Regions from separate parts of the Zea mays genome. Here region 2 is linked to region 1. The links are chromatin contacts, called in public Hi-C maps. All regions are on one chromosome and are shown on one strand. Each heading gives the region's core, a stretch centred on a gene start, on an enhancer-like site or on the middle of the called end of the contact. The rest is flanking DNA. Distances are from core to core; before and after follow the strand shown.

Evidence for each region. A called contact is a pair of places that touch in the nucleus more often than the background predicts.
Region 2: a Hi-C map of ear shows a contact between it and region 1, with 4 times the contacts expected there. The contact joins the promoter of LOC100217039 here to the promoter of LOC100282173 in region 1. A contact is called at or near these places in 14 of 25 Hi-C or Micro-C datasets (bundle sheath, ear, endosperm and 5 more) and 1 of 3 datasets of contacts at active chromatin or transcription factors (leaf).

Annotation. Positions count from the first base shown.
Region 1 is chr7:9,543,825-9,546,678 of Zm-B73-REFERENCE-NAM-5.0, reverse strand. It overlaps LOC100282173, which reads left to right and starts at 1,326. Exons shown (of 2, transcript NM_001155085.2): 1 at 1,326-1,466; 2 at 2,618-2,854. The coding sequence starts at 2,634.
Region 2 is chr7:9,684,001-9,686,831 of Zm-B73-REFERENCE-NAM-5.0, reverse strand. LOC100217039 reads right to left here and starts at 1,270. Exons shown (of 20, transcript NM_001359550.1): 1 at 944-1,270; 2 at 555-617; 3 at 401-455. The coding sequence starts at 1,021.

The DNA.
Region 1 (2,854 bases), core at 77-2,576:
CACCCGCAACCAGGGAAGACTGGGAGCTTCCAAATGAAGCTCTAACGGCTCCTAGGCCCTTTGGGGCTATAAAAGGGACCCCTAGGCGCCTCAAACAAGTACACAAGTGCAGTCAACAATTGTACACATCATTTGGATCAATTCTCTCTCTCCCTCTCGTGTATATCTCTCTAGTTTGTGTAGAGGCAAAGCTATAAGCCTTTAGAGAGTGGAGAAGTGCTGCTGAGAGCTAGAGCAAAGTCTTGAGCGCATTGTTACTCTGCCGGAGTGATGTCGAAGAAGACTGTAAGCAGCCACGACGTTGTTGTAACCAATATCAACATAGTGGAAGGCTCTATCTGTCATACTGACAGATCTGAGCAAACGGAAGAAGGAGTTGAAATAGACTCCAAGCCCAGGTGTGGCTAACTCCAACGAGGACTGGGCAAGCATTTCAGGCTTGGCCGAACCTCGGGATAAATCCCTGTGTCCGTGTGCTCTGCTCTGTGCTGTGTGTTGTTTCTCTATCTTATTTGTTGTTTATACTTGCACTTCAATATTTATATGTGGTATAAGCTGTCTTCGAAGTGCAGGGTATTTTAAGACAAGAACTTCAATTCTGCTGCAACCTACTCGAAGGGTCTTTCATTCCACTGCAATCCGGCCTTCGAGTAGAGTAAGAATTTTCAGTTATAAAGTGATAATTATTATTCGCCTATTCATCCCCCCTCTAGACGACATCTAGATCCTGTTTCCGGGCATAGGGAACTTTCAGCTGCCTAGATCGACGCCAACATAAATTTTGGATCGAGTGTGGGATCAACCATGGGTTGAAATAGAAACACACACCCACACCCCCGAAACTTGGGGTCAAGTGTGAGTTACACCACGGGTCAAAATCATCACACGTGCCCACATGGGTGATAGGTCAGGTACTCACGGAGTTTCGAGTTTATGGGTTAAACTAGTCAGTTGCTTGTGCTTTACTATGGTTGTTATATACTCAAATATAACTATTGTTTATTTCAAAACACTAAGTACGTGTGGTCTGTTGGTTAACCCAAAATCTCTGAAGCAGGTGAGTGTAGGTTTGAGTGCTTACTTTGCACTATTTTTTGCACGGTGTGGTGGATGTGTCTAGAGTGTGGAGGGTGAAGTTGTGGCACTAGATGCTTATATTAGATTTTTAATAGAGTAATATAGAAGTATAGATTACCAGATTACATGATATGCAAATATCGATTCCAAAGAATATGGGAAGCAGATATTGACGATGTAGGCCCAGGCTTCTAGTGGCTCCTCCCTCCAAGCAGCCCGCAAAACCTGGCTCCCCATGCCCAAGGCCCAACCAGACCTTATTCCCTCCCCTCCCCTCCCCTCCCTTTCTCCCCTGACTCCTGCTCTACTGGATCCTCCGCCTCCATCGCCTCTCGCGCCTCCATCGACCTCGGCGCCTCGTCCGTCCTGCTCCACCTCTTCTTACGCCGGTACGTGGCTATAGCTCAGTCGCTCCCACGGATCCATCTCCAGGACTCCAGCCCCTTGGCTCAGCTCATGCATTACTGAACGCAGTTGATAAACCATTCGCGTGCTATGCTAGATCCCTCCGGTGTCGCCCTCGAGCCACCTAACTGAAATATCGTCGTCGATGCGTGGGTCTGCTAGCAGATGGCGCGCCGGCCCCGCACTGACCCTCCCCCTATCCGGAGACCGCCACTGCCGTGTCCTGTCTCTTGTGTTGATCTCCACTTGTCGTCCTGTATGGGTAGCAGGCAGCTTGTTGATTCGACTGCGCGTCCAGCAGTAGCAGCTTCAAACAAGTACCTGTGTCCGTAGGAAAAGCAAACAGTTGATTCAACCGTCTGTTTGCAGACACCGCCGACAGCCGACTATTTTTCTGGGTTCCAACATATCCAATAGAAGTGAACAACAACACTTGGGCTGTTTATTTCTATCTTCGCTGAAGGGACTATATGACGCTAACATTGGCACCTCGTCTAGAACAGATTATTATTCTTCCTGTCTCCCTTGCCATTAGGTGTCCACAATGCCAGTGAGTACAATCGAGATCGGCACAAATGGCTGTTGCCAGTCCAATGTCCGAATCACCAAATTTATTCCAACATGTTCATTTTAGAAACGTCAAGAAGTATTTGAACGTAGCTCCATGGGACACCCTTTTGCATGTTTTTTGTTTGTTTGTGGCTATAGACTCAATTGCTTTAACTATGGTACATAGGAAATTAGGAATATATGATGACCATCTCCAAATCATATAAGATGGGTTTGGCTGTGAGTAGCAATGATAGAGGGGTCCTCCTGTCACTCATGTAGGACATTTGTATTCTTTTTGTTCAGTCAAGTTGCTGACAAAAAAGAAAAGAGCACCTAACGGTAGAATGAAAGAAAAACGAATTCAGTGATGCATATGGAAAGTGCTTAGTTCCCGCCGAAACAGAGGTTTCCCTTACTACCTGCTATCAAGTTAAATAAATAACGAACTAGCAAATCTCTTTGAATTTGGTATCCAACCTTCAACCATTTCTCTGTCCTGTTTTTTTTTTCTCGTTCCTGACAAGCTGTAGTAACGTTGCTCCATGACAGTGCAAAAACTAACCATCGTGCTACGGCTTGCCAGGGTTAACATTTGAGGCATGGCGAAACACCACCCGGACCTGATCATGTGCCGGAAGCAGCCCGGCATCGCCATCGGGCGGCTGTGCGAGAAGTGCGACGGCAAGTGCGTCGTCTGCGACTCGTACGTGCGGCCGTGCACGCTGGTCCGCGTCTGCGACGAGTGCAACTACGGGTCGTTCCAGGGGCGGTGCGTCATCTGCGGCGGCGTGGGCATCTCGGACGCCTACTACTGCAAGGA
Region 2 (2,831 bases), core at 21-2,520, 140 kb before region 1:
GAAGGTTAGATTGAAATGGTAAGTTCAGAACAAAGTTCAAATTTATTGAAACGCAATCACTGATCCAATAGAGTGGCACATTCTTCCTTGCCATTTTCAGTTTGTACTGTCAATCTGCATGTAGACATGCACACCCCTGTATGCTTGTATTGTCATATATAGTTGGTGTTTGTTTCATTAGTAAAAACTGCATCAGTCTTCACAAAAAGGTCAAAAGGATAACATTCGAAGTATTCATCTTCAAAGGAAATACCGGTAGGAGAACTAGCCATAGGCCATACCTCCTAACGGACTTAGAAAGAAGGTTCAGACTTTGAATTACAACGTTTGATCGACACTTAATAAATCATGATAACATAGCGTGGACTGTAACCACAACAGAGAAAATAGATAAACGAACCTCTTGATCTGACAATGTGGTCTGTTGTCGTCAAATAAAGATCCATCTTGGACACCTATACAAAATCACCAAGTAGAAACATAATGAAGTTAACCTGCTTTCCCCAGTATGGTGCATCACGCTACAAAATGACATCTTGGCTGCTGGAGCATACCAAATCAAAAAGGGTCAACTTGTCTTTGTTCACCAGGGCAGCAAGTGCATCCACGCTAGCAGACTGTTGCACACCACATCATTACAGCATTAGGATACACATGAAACCAGATATCAGTCTAAGCGAAAGGAACATTTTTTCACAACAAACTAAACTAGCAGTAGTTCTTCGCACTAGTTTTATACAGAATCTGAAACTGGAGGTGTTCTATCAAATCTCGCACATAAACCAATGGTTTGTTCCGGCATCCCAAATATACCAACCTCATATTGTGAATTTGTGATTACTACTACAAATCGAATTACTCAAGACACAAGCTAACTAGTTAACTGAACTAACGTTGCAACTGGAACGAGGGGAATGAGAGAGGAGAGGAAAGAGGATGTTACATGCTGCACGGCGGGGCGGGAGACGTCGACGTAGGCCTCGACGTGGGGGACCCACTCGCCGGGAGGGACCATCACCATCGCCGCCGCCGGTGCTTAGCCCCCGAGAGGGTTTATCTAGGGTTCTGCTGCTCGGGTGCCGCGTGGATATGAAGGGCCTTGGGCCGTGGTCTAGGAGAGGCTTTCTGCAGGAACGCGTGAGGCGGAGGAGGTGTGCTGGACGGCGGCAGCGGCAGGTGGCGTCGATGGGACGGCGGCGCGGCGACGGAGGGATGAGGGGCGGGCGACGGGTGTTTTCCCGGTTTTTCTTTGGTCTTTTAGGGCTACTTTGGGAACACCGTTTTCCCAAGGGATTCTAATTTTCCCTTCGGTGTTCCCAAAGTAGCTCTTAACAGGCTATGGGCAGCAGTCCAGCACATCGTCCTAAACTCCTAATGGGTGGACAAAATAATGGCAACGGAAGTCCTTCGTGCAAGCGTGTCAGTAAACTATCTGGTAGCTGTTTGGTTCAGCTTCTGGGCGGCTTCTGGCCGCCAGAAGCTAAAGCTGAAACCAAACGCCCAACTTCTCGCGCGACTTTTGGGCAAAGCGTTTGGGTAAGAAGCCGCCCGCCCACGGTCCTCGCGAAGCGGCGCTCATTTGGCTTCCGTAAGAAGCCCACGCGCAGTTAGGCTAGGGTTCCCTGCAACGCTCCTCCGCCGCCGCGAAGCGAACGGAGCGTCGCCGGTCCGCACCGAACGCATCGCCGCCGGTGTACTCAGGTACGGAATCCCTCCTCCCATTGTCGTCCCCACCGTCTTCTCCTCCCATTGTCGTGTTTCCTTCACCGTTTCCTCTTTGCAGCAGTGACACCGCCGCCCTGGCTCCGTCGCGAAGGTTCCGCAGCTCCCCCACCATCGCGTCTGCATCTTCGTAGGTACGGTGCACCTCGCGTCCATCCGTACCCACCCCGCTGTCTCCTGTCGTGTTGCTAGGGTTCGATCCCGCCACACCCCTCCCCCTCATGTCCAGTAGCTCCACTTAATCTTCAAAGGTAATGAACGACCTAGTAACAGATTATTGTCTTCATTGCCGCCTACAGATTTTCGTATCAAGTCGAGGTCAAGGTCTTCGGTTCCAAGATCAACTGGGATTCTAGGACTTCGGTTCCAACCTCCACTGAAGCTAAGGTAACGTGAATATCAATTTGTGTTTGACTTATTTGTCAGCATATATGCAGTTTATGTGTTCCAAGAACGTGGATCCATGGCCTTGTTTTAGTTCATAACCGTCACTAGACCTGAACAATGATTCCACGGTTAGGATAAGAGAACTAATCTAAATGGTAGGGATCAACTGCTTCAACAATTTTATTGTGGGGGGAATGATTTTTTTTGAATACAGAAGATATTACCAATTGTTGTTCGCGGTTAACTGCAATCCATTGATATGGTTCAGGGTTTATTCCATAGATTGGCAACCTGAGTATCTTTATGATTGTAGCTTCAACCCTAATTTTGTAGAGTATCTCAATGGATGTAAGTACATTGTCCTACTGTCTAGTTCACTAACAACCTTAATCCACATCAGATGGATTCAGCAGACTCCATAGCCGACAAGGCAATTGGAAGGATGCAAGAGATTGCGGACAAGATTTTTTCCGTAGCTCGTCAAACAATCCGTCCAGGACGCGGGTTGTCCTCATTTGAGGCTACCAAATTACGTGTAGCATTGGAGGACATTGCTTGCATGCTTGAGCAAGACTCTCTAGTGTTGCAAGAGAATTTGGACAACGTGAACAACGTAAACAACCCTGCTGACAACAGCTATGAACCGTCAGCTTTGTCCTCACCACCCCCAGCTGACGAGTTCCTTAGTCCGGATTGGGACTTTGCTGACCACTTTGCAAACT